Linked DNA regions of Mus musculus: all the other regions are linked to region 2. Evidence: chromatin contacts called from public promoter capture Hi-C data. All regions are on one chromosome and are shown on one strand. The core of a region is the stretch at or near the end of the contact, and the rest is flanking DNA. Distances in the headings are between cores, read along the strand shown.

The links. Promoter capture Hi-C pulls out the DNA fragments that hold promoters and counts their contacts. Capture Hi-C pulls out chosen DNA fragments and counts their contacts.
Region 1: a contact with region 2 is called in a promoter capture Hi-C map of liver. The contact joins the promoter of Tyrobp here to the promoter of Fxyd5 in region 2. A contact is called at or near these places in 5 of 39 promoter capture datasets (cranial neural crest, embryonic stem cells, hematopoietic stem and progenitor cells and 2 more), 1 of 115 datasets of contacts at active chromatin or transcription factors (bone marrow-derived macrophages) and 1 of 9 other capture datasets (liver).
Region 3: a promoter capture Hi-C map of pre-B cells shows a contact between it and region 2, with 2.8 times the contacts expected there. The contact joins the promoter of Arhgap33os here to the promoter of Fxyd5 in region 2. A contact is called at or near these places in 3 of 39 promoter capture datasets (cranial neural crest, liver and pre-B cells) and 1 of 9 other capture datasets (adipose tissue).
Region 4: a contact with region 2 is called in a promoter capture Hi-C map of embryonic stem cells. The contact joins the promoter of Cox7a1 here to the promoter of Fxyd5 in region 2. A contact is called at or near these places in 1 of 39 promoter capture datasets (embryonic stem cells) and 1 of 115 datasets of contacts at active chromatin or transcription factors (bone marrow-derived macrophages).

Annotation. Positions count from the first base shown.
Region 1 is chr7:30,410,709-30,416,919 of GRCm38.p6, reverse strand. It overlaps Tyrobp (TYRO protein tyrosine kinase binding protein), which reads right to left and starts at 3,138. Exons shown (of 5, transcript NM_011662.3): 1 at 3,021-3,138; 2 at 2,552-2,578; 3 at 2,270-2,416; 4 at 1,245-1,288. The coding sequence starts at 3,081. Gm32029 (a long non-coding RNA gene) reads left to right here and starts at 3,201. Exons shown (of 3, transcript XR_391237.3): 1 at 3,201-3,306; 2 at 3,487-3,545; 3 at 4,838-6,004.
Region 2 is chr7:31,039,883-31,046,319 of GRCm38.p6, reverse strand. Fxyd5 (FXYD domain-containing ion transport regulator 5) reads left to right here and starts at 3,989. Exons shown (of 9, transcript NM_008761.4): 1 at 3,989-4,230; 2 at 4,863-4,923; 3 at 6,063-6,137. The coding sequence starts at 4,863. Fxyd7 (FXYD domain-containing ion transport regulator 7) reads left to right here. Exons shown (of 6, transcript NM_022007.1): 3 at 1,293-1,367; 4 at 1,570-1,612; 5 at 1,709-1,749; 6 at 3,416-3,805. The coding sequence ends at 3,438. The region is part of intron 2 of Gm38984 (a long non-coding RNA gene); the gene reads right to left. Mir7050 (microRNA 7050) reads left to right here and starts at 6,003; the gene lies at 6,003-6,062.
Region 3 is chr7:30,509,630-30,516,447 of GRCm38.p6, reverse strand. Arhgap33os (Rho GTPase activating protein 33, opposite strand) reads right to left here and starts at 1,326. Exons shown (of 12, transcript NR_036630.1): 1 at 1,247-1,326. It overlaps Prodh2 (proline dehydrogenase (oxidase) 2), which reads right to left. Exons shown (of 10, transcript NM_019546.5): 8 at 6,571-6,681; 9 at 5,225-5,310; 10 at 3,046-3,638. The coding sequence ends at 3,466.
Region 4 is chr7:30,179,088-30,185,666 of GRCm38.p6, reverse strand. It overlaps Cox7a1 (cytochrome c oxidase subunit 7A1), which reads right to left and starts at 1,496. Exons shown (of 4, transcript NM_009944.3): 1 at 1,422-1,496; 2 at 496-582; 3 at 308-392. The coding sequence starts at 1,436. It overlaps Gm5113 (predicted gene 5113), which reads right to left. Exons shown (of 3, transcript NR_157376.1): 3 at 3,343-6,579.

The DNA.
Region 1 (6,211 bases), core at 1,889-4,388, 630 kb after region 2:
CAACCAAGATACCGAAGGATAAAAAAATCAGGCTGACATTTGCCCTAAAGTTTCCTGGCTCTCAGAAACTAGACAGCCCGGGGTCTTCTGGACATCAGATGGCCAATATTGAGATTCTTTTTTGTTTTGTTTTGTTTTTGTTTGTTTGTTTGCTTGTAGACAGGGTTTCTTTGGGTAGCCCTGCCTGTCCAGGAACTCACACTGTAGACCAGGCCAGCCTCAAATTCACAGAGATCTGCCTACCTCTGCCACCAGAGCGCTGGGATTAAAGACACACGCCACTACTTCCCCACACCAAACTCAAAACAAGAATCAAGAGATTCTAACACTTTTCAGAGAAAAAGTTCCTCCAGCAAGGAGTCAGTCGAATGGGCAAAACTGGCTACAGGGAGGGAGGTAGACTTCCAGAAATTGGGTCACAGAGCAGGGGTCTGTGCCTCCCAGGGGCAGAGTCTCTGAGAGCATGTACCAGAGACCAGCCTGGGTGTGTGTTTCCCTAGAGACATAGCCTCACCCAGAGCCCAAAGGTTAGGAAGGAGGCTTGGGGCTGGTGAGATGGTTCAGTGGGTAAAGCACTTGCTGCCAAGCTTGACAACTAGAATTTAGAGTTCAGAGATCCACAAGGTGGAAGGAGAGAACCAGCCCCCACGGGTTGTCTTCTGACCCCCACATGGCTGCCAGTGCATATGCACACCTGCTCCACACACACATGTAAATACAGAGCAAAATCAGTGCCATTTTAAAAATAAGGTAAAGATAGGATTTGATGTCCTCTTATAACCTGCCTACACACACACACACACACACACACACACACACACACACACACACACACACGCAGAGAGAGAGAGAGAGAGAGAGAGAGAGAGAGAGAGAGAGAGAGAGAGAGACAGAGGAATAGAATCTTGACAAGAGACTCATTAGAAGCTGAGCTTAAAGGTCATGGTTGACCACCGAATATGTTTGACAGTTAGTCCTTTGCCTTCAGGATTGGGGGAGCTCCTGAGGAAGGGACCTTAAGGTTCTGGGAAGGGTAGTGTGTGTGTGTGTGTGTGTGTGTGTGTGTGTGTGTGTAGGTATGTGTGTGTGTGTGTGTAGGTATGTGTGTGTGTTTATTTATGTGAGTGTGTTTATATATGTCTCTGTGTATTTGTGTGTGTGTGTTTGTCTGTGTGTCTGTACTGGGGAGGGGGATAGCCAGGACGGGGCAGGAGCAAGGGTGGAGAAGAATTTGGCGTTCTTACCTGATAAGGCGACTCAGTCTCAGCAATGTGTTGTTTCCGGGTCCCTAGAGAGGGATAGAGAGTGACATATGGTGTGAAGAAGGACTAAGCTGGGGACTGGGACAATTTTTTTTAAAGATTTATTTACCTTCTTACTCTCTTGCCTCTTGCCTACTTACTCCCAGTTCCCTTCCTCCCTCTCTCCATGTGGCCTTGGCCCACCCACATTTCTCTACTCTCTCCTTCTCTCTGCCTTTCTCTGCCTCTGCTACCCTCTTAACTCCCCTCCCCATGCCCAGAATAAACTCTATTCTATACTTTTAAAATATATATATTTATTTATTATATGTGAGTACACTGTAGCTGTCTTCAGACACCTAGAAGAGGGCACCAGATCTCATTACGGATGGTTGTGAGCCACCATGTGGTTGCTGGGATTTGAACTCAGGACCTTCAGAAGAGCAGTCAGTGCTCTTAACCGCCAAACTATCTCTCCAGCCCCAGACTGGGACTATTTTTGGTTTTAAAATCAGCCCCTCCAAGCAACTGGAAAGATGGTTCAGTGGTTAAGAGTAGGCACTGCTCTTGCATGGGACCCAAGTTCAATTCCCAGCATCCATACCAGTGGCTGGATCACTTGTAACTCCAGTTCCAGGGCATCTGGTGCCATCTTCTGGTCTTTGTGGACACTACACTCAAATGCACACACACACACACACACACACACACACACACACACACACACACACACACACAGAGAGAGAGGAAAAAAATTATAAAAAAATAAATAAGAGGGAGAAAAAAGCCAGAGTCCCCCACCCCCAGCCCTTCTGGCCTGAAGGTGTAACTCAGTTGGTAAAAGCATTTGCAGTTCAAATGGGAGGCCCCATTTGGATCCTTAGCATTAAGGGAAGAAACAAAAACAAACAATAACAACAAGCCAGCCCTCCCATCCTTTTGATATTTGTGACCTTGACGCTTCCACTGTATCCACTGCCCACCAGGTCCCAAAGTGTTCCAGACCAGCCCCCTCCAGCCCCACTCACCTTCCGCTGTCCCTTGACCTCGGGAGACCAGGCGGCCCAGAGAGTACACAGCCAGGGCAATCAGCAGAGTCAACACCAAGTCACCCAGAACAATCCCAGCCAGTACACCAGGGCTCACGGAAGAACAGTCGCATCTTGGGAAAGTGTCTCAGGAGGATGAAGAGGGGGACACAGGTTAACAATCAGGGCTTGGTGTTAGCACAAAGAGGGCTAGAAGGAGAAGGGGTGGCCTGAGGAGGTCTTTGAGAGGAAGAGAGAAAGATCGGGGGTATTATGGCTTACCACTCTGGGCCTGTACGGGACTTAATCCTAAGGAGAAAAGAACAGGTAAACTGAGAGAGGTGGAGACAGAGAATAGAAAGGTTGAGGTTATCCTCAATTACGTAGCAAATTTGAAGCTAGCCTGGGCTATATGTGATTCTATATTCAAAAGAAAGATGTAAATTGAGGCACAGACAGTGGATGTAGAAGGTGAAGAAGGTTGGAAAGAGCTGGTCTCACAGCACCCAGCGGCCGGTACTGACCAACATGTGGTAGGTATATCTGTGAGCTTCAATGTCCCCCCTACTGATACTACCAGGTTCCAAATCTCAGGGCCTCTAGCTCAGGGTGAAACCCACAGGCTCTAGAGGAACCTTCTTCTGCCCAGCCTTCCCCTTTGTCTGTGCTGTCCCTTCCTGCTCTCTGCCTAGTCCTGGCCCCAACATGAGCTGAGGACACAGGAGGCATCCACAGAAGCCCCCCGACTCACCTCCCACAGTCAGGAGGACAGGAAGGAACAGAAGGCACCAGGAGGGCTCCAGAGCCCCCATGGTGGCCAGATATGCACTGGACACCACAGTCCAGGGGCTGGTGGGACCTGGTGTGACGTCCAACCAAGTGAAGGAGGAAGTGTGAGGTGGGTGGTGGCAGCAGGAGGAGGGGACAGCAGCAGGGAGGAGGAACGTATAGACATGGCCGCAGAAAGAATGCAGCTCAGGGGGCTGTGCCACGGTCCCAATGGGCTGAACAAGAAAGAGAAGAGATACACATGTCAGGTCTTCATCTTCATCTCCAGATAGAGGGCAAATCTTGGAACAGGAGGGACTGTGGGTGCTAGTCATTGAAATCAGCTCAGCCTCTTCCTAGCTGGGCAACCTTTTCCAAGTCGCTTAGCTTCTCTGGGCCTTGATTTCTTCATCCACAAGACTGAGAATTAAATCGTACTTTCTTTGCAGGGTCGTGGGGTCTCAGCCAACCAGCATTACTAGAGCAGGATCCAACCCACATTAGCCTTGTAAGTATCAGCCGTGGTTATTATTCTATATCTACCCTCCCATCATGGTCACAGGCTGTGGAGGACAGAGCCACCAGCAGGAGCACTCACGACAGTGCTCCCATGTGTGACGTCACTGAGTCCTCATAGTATTCACCAGGGGTTGATGCCTTTCTCCCATTTTACAGAGAGGTAAAGACACTTGCCCATAGCCACACAGCAAAGAAAGACAGACAGGACCCAGGACCTAAAGATGGCCACTTCACTGTTAGAAGAAGAAAAAAAAAGATACAGAGAGAAAACAGATGTGCACACCACAGACACAGAGTTGGGGCTTTGAGGGGAGGCAGGTGGTGGCCACGTGGTGACTACTGGCTGGGCTGGGCTAGGCTACACTGGTAAGCAGGGGAGCAACCGGGAGCCAGGACAGAGGGGAGATCATGGGAGAGGAGGTTGGGACTATTTTAGTCCCCAGTGGGAGCCTGATCGAGAACTGGAGAAGGAGGAACCTGAGGTTGGAGCCCTTAGGCAAGAGCCAGATGCAGGAAACCTCCCCCCCCTGCCCACCCCCCACTGTATGTCACGCCCTGTAGCACCCTGGGTGCAAGAGAAAGGGGAAGCCAGATAGTAGTCATGGGACAGAAGCTAATGCCACTCTGGGAGGAGGGGACTCTAGAATTGGGGGTCGGGGAGGTGTCTCTGATAATCACAGCCACTACTGCCCTGAGTCTGGTTCCTAAAGAACCCAAAAGCTTCTTTCTTCCTTTTTCAAAAGATTTATTTATTTATTTTATTTAAATGAATACACTGCAGCTGTCTTCAGACACACACCAGAAGAGGGTGTCGGATCCCATTACAGATGGTTGTGAGCCACCATGTGGTTGCCGGGAATTGAACTAAGGACCTCTGGAAGAGCAGTCAGTGCTCTTAATCATCTCTCCAGCCCCAAAAGTTTCTTTCTGAAGTCTAGAGCTAGAGGGGTGGAAAGGGTCTCTCTGGGCACAGTGGGCCTCTTAATACAACCCTGAGCTAGCCTGAGCTCAGGACCTTTGTGTGGCCATGGGAAGCGGGACTGGGGGGGCTGGCCCTGCTGGGGGTCAAGGTTCCCTCTGCTAATGAGCAGAAGTAGAGCATGGGGACCGGAACCAGAGGACACAAGGCCGGTATCTCCAGAGGACTTTGTGTGGATCATTGGAACTCTGCCTGGCACATAGTAGGTACTCATGACATGCTAACTACTCTCTTGGGTGGTGTTAGCATGTCCAGAGGTGAGCTATGGTTTCTCCTTTTTAAATCTTTCTCCTGTTTCCCAGTTTTCTACTATCCTGTTTCCCACACCTGTCCTGTCTCCAGAACACATGCAATGAACAGCCAAGACACCAGGGCACCATCCAGTGCAATGAACAGCCAAGACACCAGGGCACCATCCAGTGCCATGAACAGCCAAGACACCAGGGCACCATCCAAGTCAGAGCCAACACGTTCCTGTGGGAGGGGGATTTGGTTTGGCTGGAGTGCTGCTGTCCTCTTTAGTTGCTAAGACATGGGAAGTTTTGGGGGTTCCAGTGGGCCAGGCTGTACACCCCAATTCCAGGAATCCTCTCAACTCTGTCACCCTGGTTGTAAGATTACAAGGCCCAGTCTTTTCTGTGGGTCCAGTACTTTGCTGACTGAGGGACCTTTCCAGACCCAAGGACACACTGTATCCTAACCAAAAGACCGATCCATTCATCCATCCACCCATCTATGTTGCTTTCCTTTCTTCAGATTTATTTTATTTTTATGTAATGTCTGAGTGCCTAAATCTACATGGATGCCTGGTACCCTCAGAGGCCAGAAGAGGCCATCAGCTCCCCTGGACCTGCCATGTGGGAACAGGGAAACAAATGAGGTTTAGCCACAGAGCCATCTCTATAGCCTGCCCCCCAACCCTTCTGAAACATAGTCATGCTCTGTAGCTGAGGATGGCCCACGACCCTCATGTTTTAATCCCTCATGTGCTAGTGTTAAAGGCACAGGCCACCACAACCAGCTCAGAAATGACATCTTGCAATATTTTCACAACTCATACACCGGCAGGCCCAAGCCACAGAAAGCAGACCTCTGCTGGTCTCAGGGCCAGATGGTGGTCAGGGTCTATCTTTGGGTGAAGAAAGAAGATGTGGTGAGAGGCATCTTCTGATGGGTTGTGCTCTGCAGTGGTGTCCTGCTGCAGGAAGCTAGGCTGAGGTCTATCAGATGACCAACCTCTCCAGGCAGCAGGTCAAGAGCCACGGAAGGTGACAACCCACAGTCCCAGAACCCCAGCACTCTGTTGGGTCTGCAGCTGCCACAACCTCTCAGCCCGATAGCAGCCCCCTGAGGCTTTGAAAAACAGAAAAACAGGCCCGCTGGTGTAGCTCAGTGGTAAAGCGCTCATTAACCAGGTTCAAGGCCCAAGATTCTATCTCTAGTACTGAAAAAAAGAAGTGAAGAGGAAGAGGAGGAAGAAGAGGAAGAAGGAGAAGGAAGAGGAGGAGAAAGTCGAGGAAGAGGAGGAGGAAGAGGAGAAAGTCGAGGAAGAGGAGGAGGAAGAGGAGGAAGAGGAGAAAGTTGAGGAAGAGGAGGAGGAAGAGGAGGAAGAGGAGAAAGTCGAGGAAGAGGAGGAGGAAGAGGAGGAAGAGGAGAAAGAAGAGGAAGAGGAGGAG
Region 2 (6,437 bases), core at 2,740-5,239:
TCCTCCCTGCAAATATATGCAGTGCCTGTCTGCTGGGTGCCAGGTGCTGCGCCAGGCTCTGGAGACAGCATGGAAGACCAGACTTTTTTGCCCTGGCAGCTCACATCACACATGTATTGGAGACAAGAATCATTCCTGCTAGCATTCAGAAGCCTGAGGCAGGGTCATTGTGAGTTTGAGGTCAGTTCACATTGTGCAGTGAGACCCAGTCTCAAAGCTATGCATTCTTTTATTTTTTTTTAAAGATTTATTTATTATATATAAGTACACTGTCACAGACTTCAGACTCACCAGAAGAGGGCATCAGACCACATTACAGATGGTTGTGAGCCACCATGTGGTTGCTGGGATTTGAACTCAGGACCTTCAGAAGAGTAGTCAGCACTCTTAATTGCTGAGCCATCTCTCCAATTCAAAGCAATACATTCTTATGAAGGAAACATAATGGGTTAGAGAGAGCTGGGAGCATGAGACTTTTAATTGGGACACTTCATTTAGGTCCACAGGCTGATGAGGAAGTCACATATATGGAACCTTTGGGTAGAGAAAGTGGCTGGTGCAAAGGTCCTGAGGCAGGATGGTTGGTATGCTGTAGGAATAGGGAGGCTTAGATGGCTAAGCAGAGGACTGTGGAAAGAGAGGGGTCCCTGAAGCCTGAGTAGGATCAGGATTAGGTCATTCACTGAAGGACTCTCATTTATTACATCAGTGGTAGATAGACTGTGTTAGTCAGGATAGCCTGCTGCCTGCCCCAATAACAAGAAGTACTCAATGTCTCCATTGGGTATGAACTCCATTGACTCCAGGACTATGGGCCTGTGTGCTGAAATAACTGGAGAAGCAACTTGGGGACAGTCGTAAGATGACTCTGAGATATGAATCCTGATTTACCTTGGTTTCTGCTTGGAATCCTGTAAGGGCAATAGAGAGGCCTCAGGGGGCTCCTGCTCTGACTGGAAGCAATGGAGTTCTCATGGCCATGGGAGGGAAATGGAAACAGGGCAGCAGGACCAGTGAGAGGTCTGCTGGGATAGTCCAGGCCTTGATCATAGAGGGCAGGATCAAGATGAGGATCTGGGAAGAGGCAACTGATAGAACTTAGTGTGGAGGTGAGAATCCAGAAGGGCAGCATTGGGGGAGGGGGTGCACAGAGGTTCTGGCCCAGGCAGAGTTTGGATTCTTATTCCCTGATGGAATTGGTGGCTCAGGGACTAAAGGCATGCTCTCTTGTTCTGCTGAGGCACGGACTTGGCTGGGGCTGTGCTGTCCTGAGCTTCCCCTGTCTCCCTTAGACTATGCCACTGTGCAGACTGTGGGGATGACCCTGGCCACTATCATGTTCGTGCTGGGGATCATCATCATCCTGAGTAAGTGCCCTCCCCACCTGTGGGTCCCCACCTTAGAGGCTTTCCTGCCCACCCCACCCTATCCCCACTGGTAAAGATCCTGATCTTTGATCTTTGAGGGTTTCCTGCTGGTCCCACCCCATCCTTATCCTTGAAGGTCCTCTGCCTGCCCTGCTCTGTCCTCTCACACCCCGATTGCTCCCTGCTGTCTCTCTCCTAACAGGCAAGAAGGTGAAGTGCAGGAAGGCGGATTCCAGGTCTGAGAGGTGGGGCAGCCTGGGGTCCTGGGATGGAGACCCCTAACCTAGGGCTCGGGAGCATCCCCTGAAGCCTGTTAAGCTTCCTCTTCTCTCCCTATACAGCCCAACATGCAAATCCTGTAAGTCGGAACTGCCCTCCTCAGGTGAGCATGGTTCTGGGGGACACTTAGAAGTAGCAGGATCCTTAGAGGGCTACGTGGGTGGAGGCAGTCTGGGGGTTGGATTCCAGGTCCCTCGGAGGTTGGGGTCACAGAGGGAGAGTTCCAGAAATATCTCAAGAAGGTCCTAAAGAAATGCAAGCCTCGGAAAGCTTGGTGGGGTGTGGCTGGGGAAGTCTGAGAAGTTGGAAGAGGCTAGCACCTGAGAAACCCACACAGGGAAGGGCAGAGCAGGGGAGAGAAGGGAGAGGGAGGGCAGAGCGCAGGCTGCTGAATAAAGACAATCAGAAGCATGGAATACACATTTAAAGATGGGAGTGAGGTGGGCAAGGAATGGTGGTACATACCTCTAATCCCACCACAGGAGGGTTGGAGTGAGAGGGGATGGAGAAAGGGTGAATCTCTGTGAATCCCATACCAGCCAGGATACATAGTGAGACCCTGTCCTAAAAGGGGGGCGGGGGAGGATGCTGCTGGGGAGGATGCTCGAGGCCCCAGGTCTAGTCCTCAGAAATACCTAAACTGCCTGCCCATAATCTCAGCACACTGGAGGTGGAAACAGGAGAACCAGGACTTCGAGGTCAGTCCTAGCTATAGAGAGCATCTGAGAGCAGCCTGGCCTACACACAAGACTGTGTCTCAAAAACAAGCAGAAGAAAGGGTTCTGTCTGGAAGGAAGTGCGGGGAGGAGGAAACTGGTGCAGAAGACAGAAGGGAGGGTCAGCGCATGGAGACAGGAAGACGATAAGATGGAGTGAGAAGGAGGAAAGTTTCGAGGGGCATCCATGGGAGACTTGTTTAAATTTTAGAGTTGTTTCCTTTCTAAGGACTTTTGGGGAGTAAAAACTCTCTTCCTTTTACAGTGTCTTACTGTAGTTCTGGCTGTGCAAGAACTCACTGTGTGGCCCAGGCCAAGCTTACACTCAGAGTCATCCTCCTGCCTCAGCCTCCCAAGTGCTGGGGTTACAGGTGTGAACTATTGAGGTGGCTTCCCATTAAAATCTTATGACAGCCAGGTGGGAGCTGTGCATGCCTTTAGTCCTAGTAGGAGACAGAGGCAGGCAGGTCTACAGAGAGTCCCATGACAGCCAAGGCTACACAGAGTAACCCTGTCTCAATGGGAGAAAAAAAATAAACTTATGACAACGAGTAGTGCTTAAAGAACTAAGTATAAATGGGGGAGACTTCATGAGAAAACTACATCATGTTTCATATATTCTTAATGAGATTTAAGAACATCACGGGTATCTCTCTGTGGTGCTGGAGCAGGATGGAAGGAGGTGTTTGGTCCAGCCTTAGCTGGGCAGAAGAACAAAGGTAGCCTGTCCTGGAGGACACCTGCTAGATGCCTAGGTTGTCTGGAGCATATGTAGAAAAGAAGCCTGGAGTATAGCATGAGGTGGGGGCTCTTCCAAGGAGACTTTAAGCCTCCCAAAACACTCAGGTCAGCCTTGGGTGTCCACCACAGCTGGATTCCCTTTCTCCATTGCTTGAGATGGGGCAGACAGTAGCTATGAAGATTTCCCTGCAGTGACCAGATATCAGGAGTCAGGAAGACATGAGGATCCCCCAAGAGCTAAAGGGCAGCCATCCTTGGACTCTGATTCTTTCCCTCCTTAGGTCAGTAACTTGAGTTCTCTTCTGTTCCTAGCCCCTGGAGGTGGCGGTGTGTAGGATCCTCTGCAGATTTCCACTGCTGTCCCTGGCCAGAGTGCAGGAACCAGAGGACCCAGAGAAGGCGGTGGGGACCCAGCCTGGCGCCAGGGAGTGTGCCCCCAATCAGCCGCCAGACCCACCCCAAGGCCGGAGCCAATGCACCCCGCTCTCCCTCCCCAGGCCTTGGCAACAACGATCCTATTTGTACCCTAGACCCAGAGACTCAGGCCTCCAGCTCCTGGGATCCAGGAGTCCATCCCCAGTCCCCTGGGATCCTAGTGTCCCTCCCTCCTGCATCTCCTGGTCTCCTTCTCCAGGACCTTCCCAGCTTCCCCTCAGGGTCCACATCTTGAGCTTAATAAATGTGCATTCGTTTTTTCCCCCCGTTCTGTCTGTGTATTGTCGTCTGTGGGCACCAGAGGACTGGGTGGGAGGCTGAGTTGATTGTCCTTTTCCCCCCTCCCCACTCCCCCCTCCTTCTCTTCCTCCTCCTCCTCCCTCCAGGGTCTCCTCCCTCTCATTACATCCTTCCTTCCACACCTCACCCAAGGGTCTTCCCTTCTCTGCACCTTGCCCCCATCTGCGTCCCTCAGATCCTCGAGTGGAGGCCACCGCCTTCAGTCCCCCACCATCCTCCTCCTCCCCAGCTCCCACCCCTGCCTGTGGGGCCTGGAAACGAGAGAGGAAATGACTGGGACGCTCTGGTCCCCGCCTGCCTGCGTCCGCGCCCGCCCGTGGCCACACCCTCCACCCTGAGGCAGCTCCCACGCGGTACTCTGACACTTCAGTCTGGAGATCTCCGGCTCAGATGTAAGTCCCTCTTTTGCTCTATTGCTCTGGGCCACACACGCAGGTGGGAAGCTGCTTGGGAGGAGAAGAGAAGGATCTCGATGCCTCTCTGCCTCGTATTCACTCTGTGGGCACCTTTTCTGCCTCAGTCTCCCTAGAGCGCCTCCATTGCGGGCAGACAGGTCCCTCTATGATCTGCCCATCACGGGTGCTGGGCGCGGTGGTGCCTGCAGGGCAGCCGGACACCAGCTCACTTTTTCCTTTGAGAGCAGCCCTGCGTTAGTCACCCTTCCTGTTCCCCTCCTGGCCCCGCTGCTCTGGGCTCCTGCCCTCGAGGGAGCAGACACAGCGGGCCACTGGCTTCCTCCACTCAGGAACCATGGGTCGGGAGGATCAGTTCCAGCTTTAGGAGGAGGGAGCGGCATCTTTGCCTCAGGGGTGTCAGGAAGCCAGGCTCGCCTGATGCTTCTGGCTTTCTTTGGGGATCAGCTCCTGGAAGAAGGGGATGGTGGCCTGAGACGGAAAAAAAAATCTCTCCCCAAAGGCAGATACCAGAGGGTCCTTGAGACCAGACGCCTGCTCCAAAGAGGCTGCGAGGGGGTGGGAGGGTGCGGAGGGGCTATGCCTTACCTTTGCCTCAGCTTGTCCCACAGATGTCACTGTCCAGTCGCCTGTGTCTCCTCACTATTGTCGCCCTGATTCTGCCCAGCAGAGGTAAGACACCACCACCACCACCCCTCGCCCCAATCCAGCTCCAGGAGGCAGCTAGATGGGTGATTGCAAAGCTCAAATACTGGGTACCATCTTCTCACTCTACTCCCTCGCCAACCCCCACCGAGTGAGCGAGCACCAGGAAGTGGGATTGGCGAGGCAGGCTCTGGGTAGCACCCTCTTTGGACACTTTTGAGCTCGGGTGATCCAGAGGGTCTGACTGGAGCCTGTCCTGCTGAGCATCCTCCCTTTCACCTCTGAGAAGAACTTGCTGAGTTTGACTTGGCTGGGAGATTGGTGTCAGTTTTCTACTCGGCCGCCAGGAAACCCCAGGCTCCAGGCAAAGCAGAACTGATGGGTTTTCTGAGAATACAGTTGGGCAAAGGGGTCCAAGCTGGGGCTCAGAGACCCTCACTCTGGCCTGGAAAGTACTTGTAAAAGTGCCCAGGTGGGTGGGCAGTTAGTTCTGTTCTGTGCCTCGCCATGCCCATTTTGTGGATGGAGAGAACTGTTGTTCAGTGAGCACACAAGGCGGGGTGGGGCACAAGAAGAAGAAGGAGCTGCTGATAAGCCCAATGAATCTGAGAGTCAGTAGAAGACTGGGTTGGGGTGAAATCGATAAGAAGATGTGGGACCAGGTAAAAATTGTGGGCTCTGAGCCTGCAGGGTCTGTCTGTCCTGGCATGGGTGTTCACGGGTGACTTCTGGCTGCAAAGGCTGCTAGGCATCTCGGGGGGGGGGGGGAGGAGACAGGGTCTAGCCCATGAAGCATGAGGAGCAAGCCCGTTCCCTCCTTAGCTGTCTGTCTATGGGGCAGAGAGCCCTGCTCCTTTACTAGCTCGTGCTTTTCAGATGAGGCAAATGAGTGGCTCAGGTCACGGAGCGAGGAGGAAGTGGTCGGGAGTGGAATGTGCTCCAAGGCCCTGGTTTACCCCAAACACCTGCACTCTCAATGAGGCTGTCCTGCAAGGGTGTGCAAAGGTCCTGCGGCAATAGGAAGACTTCAGTCACACTCAAGACTGTAGAGTGACCCAGTTAAAGCTGATTCCCCTGGGTCTTCAGTGGGTCTGGCGAGGTGGGACAGAAGACAGGAGAAGGGGGTGAGAGACTCCCTCCTGAACTCTCAGCCTTTATCTCCCCAGGGCAGACACCAAAAAAGCCCACATCCATTTTTACAGCGGACCAGACTTCTGCGACTACTCGTGACAATGTCCCAGGTAAGAAAAGTGATCGAGGGCTGGAGAGATGGCTCAGTGGTTAAGAGCACTGACTGCTTTTCTAGAGGTCCTGAATTCAATTCCCAGCAACCACCCAACCATCTGCAATGAGATCTGATGCCCTCTTCTGATGTGTCTGAAGATAGCTACAATGTGCTCATTCCCATGCATAAAATAAGTAAATCTTTTAAAAGAAAAGAGAGAAAAGGAAAGGAAAGTGATCAATGAAATTCTCACCGTGGACAACACCACCACCATGCTTAGACCAAAGAGGGAAATTTACATTTGTGTAACTGGGAG
Region 3 (6,818 bases), core at 77-2,576, 530 kb after region 2:
TGTGAAATTGTTGAATGTTTGTCTCAATGGGATTTTCCCAACCAACACCCAACAAAATCCAACACCATTCCCTCATCTTCTCAGGCTTTTTTTTTTGAGACAGGGTTTCTCTGTGTAGTCCTGGCTGTCCTGGAACTCATTCTGTAGACCTGGCTGGCCTCAAACTCGGAAATCCACCTGCCTCTGCCACCCAAGTGCTGGGATTAAAGGTGTGAGCCACTACTGCCCAGCCTTCTCAGATTCTTATTGTCTGGGTTCAATACCTTTTTACTCTCCTCTCCCCACATCTGGCTAGTCACACACATGCCCAGCTTGGACTTTAGGGCCTTGGCCCAGGCCATCCCAGCTTCCAAGGATCCCTTCCCCCAGTTTTCTGCAGAATGGTTTACACTGTGAGACTCCTATCACACGCAGCACAACCCCTCCCCACCAACTACATTTTGTTCCCAACGATCGCGAGGCCAGCTTCACCCTGATAGCCCATCTCTGACCGTAGATCTTGGCAAGCAACAGCATAAGGACCCTGGCACCCAGTTCTGGACCGGCTCAATTGAAGTTGTCCCTCCGTGGTTGGTTCTTTCCCCACACCACACCGGCAGTGGAAGCTCACCTCTGCGCAGAAGCCTGGCTAGGCCCCAGCATGGGCCTCTGGCCATAGCTAGGCGATGCAGACGCCCCACCTGGGCGTTTGGATCCCTCACGGAGCCCAGCTCCACAGGGAAGCGGGGAGCCTGTGAATGCATCTGCAGCCCGCTTAGAGCCTGTCAGCTCCTGGAATGGGGTACACTCCTGAGGGGAGGGCGGGGATAAAGGACAATAGGGCTAGCTAAGGAGCAGTCTACTTGAGAAGGGAATTTGGGAGATTTCTGATGGGAAATCTACCGTCTGGTAGGCCGGGCCAGGGAGCTGCACACCATTAGACCAGGAGCCCGAGGGATCAGAAGTGATAAGTGGGAGGTTTAGGGCAAGGGCGGGCATTTCAAGGAAAATTTAAGGGCTTTGGGCAGAATCTGAGCCCGGGTAAGGCTCTGAAGTATCAAAAGGCTAGGAGGCCCGGAAGGCTGGTGGGGTCTGCGGGCTGGGAACATCTTAGGTGTTTCCAACACAGACGTGGGGTCTGAGTGAAAGAGGGCAGGGCTGGGGCTGGAGGTGGAGTATGGAGATGAGGTGGGTGTGGTGAAGAGCCGTGGGTCCTGAAAGCTCCAAATAGTTCTGGGCCTGGACTCTGGCCCAGCCAGGTACCTACCGTTGGGCGCTAGTGTGACTGTCACGTAACCGTGATCCAGCCACGGCTGTCTGTGCTGGAATTCTAGATGCAGATATGCCGGCGGCTTCCTGCTACCTCGCACTTGCGCAGTAGCCTGCCCTAAGAAGCATTCCCCCAACCCGACCCCACCATCTCATAGCGAAGGTTCAGAGATGTTGACCCAAGGGTTTCAGTTGACTCTCCTTCCTCCTTGTGTGCTCCAGAACTTCAGGCCAGCCAGAATCTCTTAGTTTTTATTTATTATTTATATTAATTATGTGTATGAATATTTTGCTTGTATGTATGTAAGCGCAGCACACGGGCTCCTAAAGTCCACGATAGACAAAAGAGAGGAACTGGAGTTAAAGGGGCGTGTGATCTACCCTGTGGGTGCTAAGAATCAAGACACTGGGGTGGGTGGGCAGCCCGTGCTCCTAACCGTTCAGCCATCTCTCCCAACTCCCAGCCATGCCATCCTGGACCCTCTTAACCGCGGTTCCGCATCTCTAACTGTCGTCCCGTGTTCACCATGACTACTTCCAGGCTCTTCCCTGAGCCCCATACCTGAAGGCCCTTCAGAACGTCTCCCTTTAGACATCACCTGGACTGTCGAGGCTGGCTCCATTCAGTTTTAGATGGTTGTCTCGCCTTGTTACTTAACAATATGCATCAAGAAGTTTCCCCTAACTTGTTCATAGTATTTGCCACTGTTTGAAACTGAAACAAGCTATGCTGGTATGGCTGCCTTTAATTTGGCTCACCGTCCACATGATAGAGAACCTGTTGCCATGTCCCCTCTGCCTGTAACTCCCATGATTCCTTGTTGCCTCTGGAGCACAGAGCAAGTCTAAAGGCCCTGTACTTCCCTTTATCCGTAGCTCCTCACTCCTTAATCTGAACCATTTCTCTATGGGATTTTTTTAGGTTGTTTGGTGGTGGTTTTTTTTTTTTTAATTTATTTAATATATGAATTCTCTGATGAATCATCTGCAGGCTAGAAGAGGGCACCAGGTCCCGTTACAGATGGTGGTGAGCCACCATGTGGTTGCTGGGAATTGAACTCAGGACCTCTGGAAGAGCAGCCAGTGCTTTTAACCACTAAGCCATCTCTCCAGCCCCTGGTTTGTTTGTTTGTTTTTTTGTTGTTGTTTTTTGAGGCAGGTTTTCTCTATGTAACCCTGGCTGTCCTGGAACTTGCCCTGTAGACGAGGCTGGTCTTGAACTCAGAAATCCGCCTGCTTTCCCATCCCAAGTGCTGTGATGAAGGCATGTGCCACCACCATGGAACTCCTTTCCATCTTTGTGGCTTTTATTATCATTTGCAGTGCTGGAGAGAGACTTTTTGTGCATGTTAAGCACATACTCTACCATCGAGCTGTGCCCCAGCTTCTCACGGGATGACTCTAGGCAAGTGTTCTGCCAGTGATCTATGTCCTCAGCTCTTGGGTTTTGTTGCTGTTGTTTGAGATAGAGTCTCACTATGTAGTCCAGGCTAGCCTAGAACCTGGAATCCTCTTGCCTGTGCTTCCGAGTGCCACATCTGTTTGAGACAGCATCTCTCACTGGAAACCTGTGGCTCACCAACTGGGCAAGGCTGGCCAACCAGTATCTGTGTCTCAGCCTGTATCCCCATGCTTGGAGTTTTATGTGGGTGCTGGAGAGTAAATCCAGGTCCTCAAGTTTGTGCACCAGGCATGTCACTGACCAAAACATCTCCTCAGCCTGCTCATCGGTGCTTATTAACTGAAGGAATGACCCACCCCTTCTGAGCAGTCATTTGTCGTAGGCCATCAGTGTCTGCTATTCACCTGTGTTGTTTATTACAAATCCTCTGAGAGGGAAAGAATTCTTGACTAGATCCCTGGCTAAGCACATTGAAGGATTAATTACCCTTCGGTTACCAAGTCACTACCACCCTAGGCTAGCACTTCTCCTCCCCTCCCCTCTCCCACTCCTCCTCTTCCTTCTTCTCACTCTGTAGTCCAGGCTGGCTTGGAACACATGGCCCTCCTGTCTCAGCCTCCCAAGTGCTAGGATAACAGGAGTGTGCCACCACACAGGACTAAAGATCTCTTGAGTCTCAGGCATGCCCCACCTGTCCGAGCAGACACCAGGGTCAGCCCTTTCCCCAAGGAGGCAGCTTCTGAGAAGTACAGACAGGGCCAGGACTCGGGACCTTTATTGAGCACATGGCCCCTGATGGTGCTGATGGAGACATCTTAGGCCGTCCTTCCCAGCAGTCTCCGCCACAGTTCCTGGCTGAGTAGTGCCTGCTCCCTGCGGGCACCCTGCAGCACACTCCTGTTCTCCTGGGCTCTTCGGATCAGGTAGGGAATCACCTCCTCCAGGCAGCCATAGGGAATAGACTTGTACACCATATATCCAGCCTGCCCTGTTGGGATAGCATTGGCAGAGTGTGGGGCTCAGAGAGAGGCGTTCCTGGGTATCAGCAGCAATAGCGACTTCCCTTGCTTAGTGTGCATGGCACACGAAGTGCGTTAGACACAATCCATCACTAAAACACTCCCCAGCACACACCTAAAAGTGATAATTGTCTTTTTCTCCTTCTATCCCTCCCCCTCCCATCCTTCCGTCCTTCCTTCCTTCCATCCTTCCTTTCTTCCTGCTTGTTATGAGATTGGCTTTTATTAAGTAGTCCAGGTTAGACTCCAATCTAAATCCTTCTGCCTCAGCCTCTTGAGTGCTAGGATTAAAGGTTTGCACCACCACACCTCAGTTGGGGGCTGGTGAGATGGCTCAGTGGTTAAGAGCGCCGACTGCTCTTCCAAAGGTCCTGAGTTCAAATCCCAGCAACCGCATGGTGGCTCACAACCATTCGTAACGAAATCTGATGCCATCTTCTGGAGTATCTGAAGACAGCTACAGTGTACTTACATATAATAAGTAAATAAAATTAAAAAAAAAAAAACCAAACAACCTCAGTTGATTAAGATACTACACAGAGAGCAAGAAGTTCAAGAAACCTTGGTTGTGTTGTGGGACATGCCTTTAATCCCAGCCCCCAGGAGTAACACAGAAGTGTTTCTGTGAGTTTGAGACCAACTCAGTCAATGTGGATATTCAGGCCAGGCAGGGTTACATTACAGATCCCTGTCTCAAAAATAAAACAAAAACAAAGGGCTGGAGAGGTGGCTCAGTGGTTAAGAGCACTGACTGCTCTTCCAGAGGTCCTGAGTTCATTTCCCAGCAACCATGTGGTGGTTCACAACCATCTGTAATGGGATTCAATGCACTCTTCAGCTATCTGAAGATAGCTACAGTGAACATAGAATTTAGAAAAAGCAAACAAATAACAAAAACACCTACACATGTAGATTGAGAGCAAAATGGTCTTTGAAAACACATCTCTGTGTTGTGGTGTGTGTGTGTATGTGTGTGCGTAGGTCAAAGGACAGGTTTGGGGTTTGATCCTCTCCTTTTTACCTTGTGTGAGAAGGGACTCTTTGCTCTGAATAAATCTAGACTAGTTGGGTTACAAGCTTCTGGAGGGTCTCCTGTCTCTGCCGCCCATCCCCATAGTTGTTCTAGGTTGACTGACATTTGTACTACTGTCTGGCTTTTGCATGGGTTCAGGAGATCTGAACTAAGGTCTTCAGGGCCACACAGTAGGCACTTTACCCATTGAGCCATCTTCCCAGTAATAAAGAACTTTGGCCATCCTTAATACCCCACAGATGGAGAGAAATTGGGCATGAGACACTAGGGACTGCAGTCAGACCCTAAATAACGCAGGCAGTATGGCACCATAAACAAGAACCAGCACAGATCAGGAGAGAAGACGCAGGGCACAGCCCAGCAAGGGCCTCAAATATTGGAACAGTCTGGGAGATCATTCTGGAAGGAAGTGGAGCCCGTTGCAGGTTCCATGTGAGAGTGGGAAGAGGAGGGATCTGCTGAGAGGGAATAGGGGTGAAAGGTGGCGGTGGATGGAAATGGAGGGATGGGCCATTCACATACCTAATGCCAGGGAGACATGGTCACACATGCCCAGAAGTTGTCCAAAACAGACAGGCCCATCCAGAGGAATGCCCAGCTCCCACATGCTGCAGAAAGGGTCACATTGTCACTCCAGATAGTGGCTAGATCTAGAGAGCAAGCCAGCCATTACCCACCCAAGAACTCAAGTATGGAAGAACCGTTGGGCAGATGGAGCCACAGTTCCACACCCACAGATTTCAGCCAGGGATCGGACACAAGGTGCATCAGGTGGAACGCCTGCATAGGTTTCCCCTTAGATTGTCCTTAACTGCGTAGCTGTTTATGTAGCATTTATATTCGTTATTCTAGGTATTATTAATGAGCCTGATGACTTTAAGCATACAGGAAGATGCTCGTGGGTCATAAGCAAATATTCAAACATGACATCATCTGATATGAGGGCCTTGAGCAGCTGGAGATTTTGGTTTCCATGGAGATTGGTCCTAGAACACAATTTCTACAGATTCTGAGAAATGACTCTATCCCCAGTCTCAATGGTAAATAACCACCGCAGGGCTGGAGAGATGGCTCAGTGGTTAAAAGCACTGACTGCTCTTCCAGAGGACATGGGTTTGACCCCCGGCACCCACACTGCAGCTCACAGCTGTCTCTAAGTCCGGTTCCACGGGATCTGATGCCCTCTTCTGGCCTCTGTAAGTCCCGGGCATGCACATGGTGGACACATATGCATGCAGGCAAAATACCCAAACATAACCTTTTAAAAATAAAAATTAAATAAAATCTAATAAAGAGCTCTTCCTTTGCAGAGAATCCCAGTTCAGTTCCGAGTGCCTAAGGCAGGCAGCTCACAACTGCCTGCAGCCTTGGTTCCAGAGGACCTGACACCCTCTTCTGACTGCCCCTGCATCTTGCATTCATGGGTGCACACATACACATACATATAATAAAAATCAAATCAAATCAATCGATCATTAATCAATCAATCACAACTCCCAGGAGCTCTCTTGTGAGTCTTAGCTGCATTATGGAATCCTCAGTACTCCCTGTGTCACAGTAAATACAGGACAATGCCCTGTCACACCTGAGCCTACAGGATATATGTAGGCATAGAGTCCATTTTTTTTTTTAAAGATTACTATGTAACCCATGTTGGCATCAGTGTCTTGATCCTCCTGCCTCAGCCTTAAGGACTAAGAGGTGTGTGTCACGATAGCAGGTTGGGATGAAATATCTGTAGTATCCTCCTCCCTGGGCTCCTTCTTGCTGGATTTATTCTTGTCCCCCCACTCACCACCCGTCCCTCACTGTCGTGTAGACACAGGGGCTTCCTAGAGGCTCTGGTTTCCCACCCCTCAACCTCATACCGCTTAGTTGCCTGGCGAACGGATTCTTCATTGTGGGAAGCCACCATGAGGTGACACGGGGGACCGTGGTTCGACACGCAGCGCAGCATCAGCTCTAGACAGCGGCTGTAACTGAAGGGAGATGCTCTGCTCAGCTCATCTAGGGAGTGAGGACCAAGCTCCAAGGATGGAGTGCCTACACGCCTTTGTTCCATGGGCACAGGCTCCTCAGAGCTGTCTCTCCCTCTCTTGTGACCTGAGTTCCCCTC
Region 4 (6,579 bases), core at 247-2,746, 860 kb after region 2:
CAGGGCTGTAGGTAACCCATCGCTCCCTTCCTGAGCACTAGTGGATCCTCAGACCTTCTGAAGCACCAACCGACCCAGACCCTGGCTATTATTATTATTATTTGTTTGTTTTGTTTTGTTTTCGAGAAAGGGTTTCTCTATGTAGCCCTGGCTATCTTGGAACTCACTCTGCAGACCAGGCTAGCCTCAGACTCAGAAATCCGCCTGCCTCTGCCTCCCAAGTGCTGGGATTAAAGGCATGCGCCACCACTGCCCGAGGACCCTGGCTATTCTTATGACCAGAGCAAGCCAGTGGTCCTGCACTTACCCCCCAGAGTCAGCGTCATGGTCAGTCTGTACAGGACGTTGTCCATTCCCCCGCCTTTCAAGTGTACTGGGAGGTCATTGTCGGCCTGAGTTGGAGGGGTGAGAACAGGGTTGCTGGCTCCTGCACAGACCTCCACCTGCCCAGCGACCCCCACCCCTCATTAGGTCCAGAGACTCTGTCCCGCCTACCTGGAAGAGCTTCTGCTTCTCTGCCACACGGTTTTCTAAGTGGCTTCTGGTAGATGAGCTAAAAGACCGGACCAGAGCCTGGGAGACCTGGAGGGATAGGAGATGGGTCTGTAGGGAGCACCTGGAGATCTGCCCTCATGTGGATCCCGCAGGAAGGGAGCGCTTTGCGATGTGGGGACTACATTTCTGATGAAGAACTAGGTAAGATATCTTAAGGCAAGATAGTTACTAGTGAGAGCGGGGGTGGGGTGGGGGTTGGGGGTGGGGACATCTGTCAAGACATTGGTGGAAGCCTATTATCCCAGCATTCAAGAGGAAAGCAGGAGTTGGGGCCAGCCTGGGCTACTTAGTAAGCATTTAGAAAATGAGAGGAGGTGTCACATAAGTTGTTACAATTGGGAGGTGGAGGTCGGAGGTCAAGGACATTCAGCTGCATAGCAAGTTAGAGACCAGCCTGGGCTATGGGAGACCCTGTGTCAAAACAAACATACAAACAAACAAACAAACAAACAAAGGAGTGGGGATGGGGAATCGGTGTCTAGAAGCTACAGCTTGGAACTCTCTGCAGGCTGTGAGAGACTCCAGTGCTGAGAATGTGAAATGGGCGCTATGGGGTTTGAAGGAGAGGGCTAGATTAATACCAGAAAATCAGGTTCCAGGGATGGCAAGACTGGCTTGGAAGTTCCATGAGAGTTGGTTTTAGGGCCCCCTGGGATGTTAAGGGGGACTCGGGTAAACGGAGGCTTAAACCCAGGGTTCTGGACCATGTTAAGGATAGTGCTGTCTGGAAGCTCAGGCTGCCAGGGAGGAAGTCCCAGTCTGAAGGGTGCACCTGTTCTAAGACTCCGGATCCTGGCATGTTTAGGTTAGGCATCTGGGTTGTGGGGTTCCCCTCCACCCCGACACAGCCCGTGCTGGGGCCTCACCCGTAGGGCCCTCATTTTGCGTCCTCAGCAGCTCCGAGTCACCTCCCCTCTTCGCCCAAGGACGTGCAGCACTTTACCCTAAGGGAATCCCAAGCCACGCCCACTGACTCCCAGACTGGTGGGGCGTGACCAAATTAGATTTGTCCAATAGGGTCAGAGAGAAAGTGTTCCAACTTGTCAGTCATCGTTTCCGCATTTGGGTTGACCCCAATGACAGTGGCTCAGGGACTTGCCACTCCCTGGCTGTTATCTAGGGTTACCCTGCTGATAATCTGGGAGCCAGTGAGGGCAGAGATAAATGTCTGTCTTCTGAATGAGTGATCACTGCACCTTGGAGCCTTAGTTTCCATATTTGTTTCCTCAGGGCCAAGTCAGGATCTTCCCCAGTGTTCTTGAGGAAACAAGGAGTCACCCCGATACAGATAAAGATATTTACCAGGCCAGAACTGATTTAAGAAATTAAAGAGATAGAGAGAGAGAGAGGGAGGGGGGGAGGGAGGGAGAGAGAGAGAGAGACAGAGAGAGAGACAGAGAGAGAGAGAGAGAGAGAGAGAAAAAGAGAGAGAGAAGGAGGGGGGAGGGGCGGGGGGGGGCTGTGCGGGCGTGATGGCACACGCCTTTAATCCCAGCACTCGGGAGGCAGAGGCAGAGACAGGTGGATTTCTGAGTTCGAGGCCAGCCTGGTCTACAGAGTGAGTTCCAGGACAGCCAGAGCTACACAGAGAAAGAAACCCTGTCTCGAAAAACTAAAAAAAAAAAAAAAAAAAAAAAGAAAAGAAAAAAGAAAAAGAAAAAAGAAAAGCGGGCCGTGGTGACCCAGACCTTTAATTCCTGCACTTCTGAGGCTCACTGTTCTACAATGGTCTACACGGTGAGTTCCAGCCTTGCTACAGGCACTACGTAAAGAGACCCTGTCTCAAAAAAAAAAAAAAAAAAAAAAAAAAAAACAGTTTAAGGACTGACAATGGAGGGCAGGAGAGGTGGCTTGCCGATTAAGAGCACTGACTGCTAGTCCAGAGTACCCTGGTTCAGTTCCTAGCACCTACATGGCTGTTTACCTATGTCTGTAACTGCAGGTCCAGGGGATCCAACATCCTCACAGACACATACATTCGGGCAAAACACCAATGCACATAACAAAATAAAAAAGAATAGACAGTGAACAGATGGAGGAGAGGAGGGTAGGGAGGTAGGGGTCGTGAAGGGGATGGGAGAGATGGAAAGAGCAGAGGGAGAAAGAGTTGTTCCCTTAGAGAAAAATATGGGGCATTTGTATTGTTTTTTTAGCTGAAATTAAGCTTCCTAGATCTTTTCTTTTTTTTTTTTTTTTTTTGGTTTGGTTTAGGTTTTGAGACAGGGTTTCTCTGTATAGCCCTGGCTGTCCTGGAACTCACTCCGTAGACCAAGATGGCCTTGAACTCAGAAATCTGCCTGCCTGTCTCTGCCTCCCAAGTGCTGGGATTAAAGGCGTGCACTGCCACTGCCCAGCCCTAGATCTTTTCTTTGGGATCCAACCTAAACAGAGGTGACATGGCAGCCCATTCTCTCTCTCTCTCTCTCTCTCTCTCTCTCTCTGAGACTGGCCATCTGGGTGGGACTTAGGAGTTAGGCTTAATTGTAGATGGACCCTGATAAATCACCAGGTCTGACTGCTAGTGAGTGGGTCATTTTGCTTTTAATTTCTAGCCTTTATGTCTGTATAATTAGAGGTTTACTGAGGCAATAAAGTGAGCTTACTGCAGAATTCAGTTAGCATAGTTAAGAAAAAGACAGGCTAGAGTTCAAGGCCAGCCTGGTCTTCAGAGTGAGTTCCAGGACAGCCAGGGCTACACAGAGAAACCCTGTCTTGAAAACACCAAAGAAAGAAAGTCTCACACGCGCTATTGTCTCACCAGCAAGAACACACGCGTGAGAAACCGGATCCTTCTGCAGCAACTTTATTACACCAGTTTCAACATGAAGAGGAAGACCCCAAGCACCAAAAAGGCGCTGCTTATATACACCTTAGTGTGGCGTGTCCACACCTGATTGGCTGCTCTCCCAGAGCCTCATCATCATGCCCCGGGATGGGCCAAGACTTGGCACGAAAACATTCTCGCACATGCGCACATTGCTTGTTTACCAATTAAGCCACACAGGCACAGCGAAACCGCTTCCCACAAGAAAGAAAAAAACAAAAAAGGCTAGCAAATCAGCTCTATGGTTCAGCATGCTTGCTGTTTGATCCTATAAGGTTGTCCTGGGTCTAGAGACCCTCACTCAATAAATAGGAACCAAGAAAGACCCTGTCGTCAGCTTTTGGCCTACAGTACATGGAGCCCTGTGCATGTTTACATGTAAGCCCCCGCCCCAAGCCAGGCATAGCAGCCCATACCCCAGGGTTTAGGAGGTAGAGACAAGAAGAATTAGGAGGACAAGGCTAACCTTGGTTACCTGTGGAGTTCAAGGCCATTATGTGAATCCCTTCATTTAAAAACAAGCAAGCCTCTGGCATGGTGGTGTGTGTCCCTGATCCCAGGACTCAGGAGGCAGACAGATCTCTGTGAGTCTAAGAAGTCTACCTAGTCTATAGAGTAAGATCCAGGACAGCCAGGGCTACATATTGATGCCCTGTCTCAAGCAAAACAAAACAGCAAGCAAGCAAAGGAACAGAAAATTGCTTGTGGTGGAAGGCAGGTATCAGAACTGGCTGCATGCAGTGGCCTAGATTGCAAAACCTGTTTGGTAGCATTGTGCTGCCATCTTGTGGCAAAAACACTCAACTGCTCCTCCAACCTGACTCCTTCCACGAATCTGATAATTCTGGATTTACATTTTCAACCCTACTCTGCGATGCCCCCTCCCACTTTGTCCCCCAGACAGGGTCTTGCCACATAATTCAGGCCTGCCTGGAACTCGGGATTCTCACGTCTCACCCTGCTGACTATTGTAGTCTCAACCAAGTATCACAAACCAGGCTTACAATTGTCATTTTAAAATGTTTCCAATGTAGGAAAGCAGATGCCCCCAAAGTGCTTTAAGGTATGCCATAAGTTCACACCTATAAACCTTGTGGGAGGCTTAGGCAGGGTGGTTTTGAGTTCCAGGATAGCCAAGGCTGTATAGAGGGACTCTGCCACAAAACGAAACCCACTAGTACTTCTGTTTGAATGAAGGTAGCCGCTGTGTAACAGAAAATACATCTTTGTCTTTGCCTCCAGCTCCTAGTACCCAGCTCCTGAGATTCTTTGAACCATTAGAAGGATTGACGATGTTACTTATGCATTGATATCTGGTGGCCCGCAAATAGGTTGAGTATGAGCCTGGGCACCAGAAAGACCAAGGCACAGAGAAAGGGCATCCAGCTCTCAGTATCCTGGGCTTCTAGGGAGGGGGTGTTTGGGAGATGTTGGAATCACTTATTGTCCATAATTAAATACCTTAATATGTAATTAAATAGCCCTTTGGCAGGCTCCAGGACTGTGACTGTATTAAAGGATTAGGTAGATGGCTAGTGCCTGGGCATTGGTGGTACACTTCAATCCCAGCACTCAGGAGGCAGAGGCAGGCAGATCTCTGAGTTGAAGGCTAGCCCAGTCTACAGAACAAGTGGTAGACAGCCAGGGGTACACAGAAAGACCCTGTCTTGAAAAAACAAAAAGGAAACTGGCTGGCGCTGAGAGGAAAGCGGTTCCAGTCTGTGTACCCCGCCCCTCCTATGCATCTCCTCTCTCTGAGTCCCTGAGTTTTAGGTTTTATAAATAAATATTTAAAACTGTGGCAAATATCTGTGATCTCAACACTTGGGAGGTAGAGTCAGGAGGACTAGTTCTACTTTATCCTTAGCTGTAGAGGAACTCTGAGGCTAGCCTGGGCTACATGAGAACCTGACTTGTTCCATTTCCCAACTCCCAAAGTAAGCAGAAAGTACTGTCCATGTTCATTTTGGAGTTCAAGGTTTTTTTTTTTTTTGGTTTTTGTTTTTGTTTGTTTTAAAGCTGTATATAATTTATGTGCACCAGGTACATGCTGGTGACTGGAGAGGCCAGAAGTGGATCCTGGATCCCCTGAAACTGGAGTTATGAGTTATGGGTGGTCGTGAACCACAATGCTGGGAACCAAACTCCGGTCTTCTGCAGAAGCAACAAGGGCTCTTAATGGCTGGCCATCCCTCCAATGCCCCTCCCTTTTTGAGGCAGGGTCTCACTCTGCAGCCTTGGCTTGTCTGGATCACTTGCTTCTGCCTCCAGAGTGCTAGGCCCAGAGGACATGAGCCACCACATCCAACTAAGTCTCTCAATCTTAATTACGGATTGCAGGGAATGCCACGGTGGCAGATGCACGGCAAAGTACACCATGGAGGTCTTCTACATGTTAGGACAGTCTCTTCTAAAAACCAAACCAAGCCAAACCAAACCAAACCAAACCAAACCAAACCAAACCAAACCAAACCAAACCAAGCCAAGCCAAACCAAACCAAACCAAACCAAAATAAAAACAACTCCTTCCCTCAAACTAAACGAAACAAAATGCAAAACCTAAGACATTATTAGCTGGGCATGGTCATGCAAGCCTATAATTTGGGAGGCGTAGGCAGGAGGATCAGGAGTTCAAAGACATCCTCAGCCACATAATAATTTTGAGACCAGCTGAGGTTCTATGAGATTCTCCCTTAAAAAACAAATAAATACCAAGAGAAAAAAGAAGTAAGGGTCAAAGAAGGACAAAATTGCACAGTAACTTCAATGACATCAGTAACCAGTGGGGGTGAGAACAAATTCAGGTCTAAGCCACGCCCGCCCAAAGGCACAGTCATTACTCGCAACACACCAAACAAATAATCTTTTTAAATAAATCTTAAAAAGGGAGGGGGGGATGCTGGAGAGATGGCTCGGTGGTTAAGAGCACTGGCTGCTCTTCCAGAGGTCCTGAGTTCAATTCCCAGCAACCACATGGTGGCTCACAACCATCTGTAATGGGATCTGATGCCCTCTTTTGGTGTGTCTGAAGACAACAACAGTTTACTCGTATACATAAAATAAATAAATAAATAAATCTTTTTAAAAAATCTTTTAAGCAGCATGGCCATCTATGTGGGATTCTCAGAAACTGAACATATTTTGATAGGTAATAAATGCCTTCTCTACATTCATATCAAGCTATTTTTTAGCACAGGTTT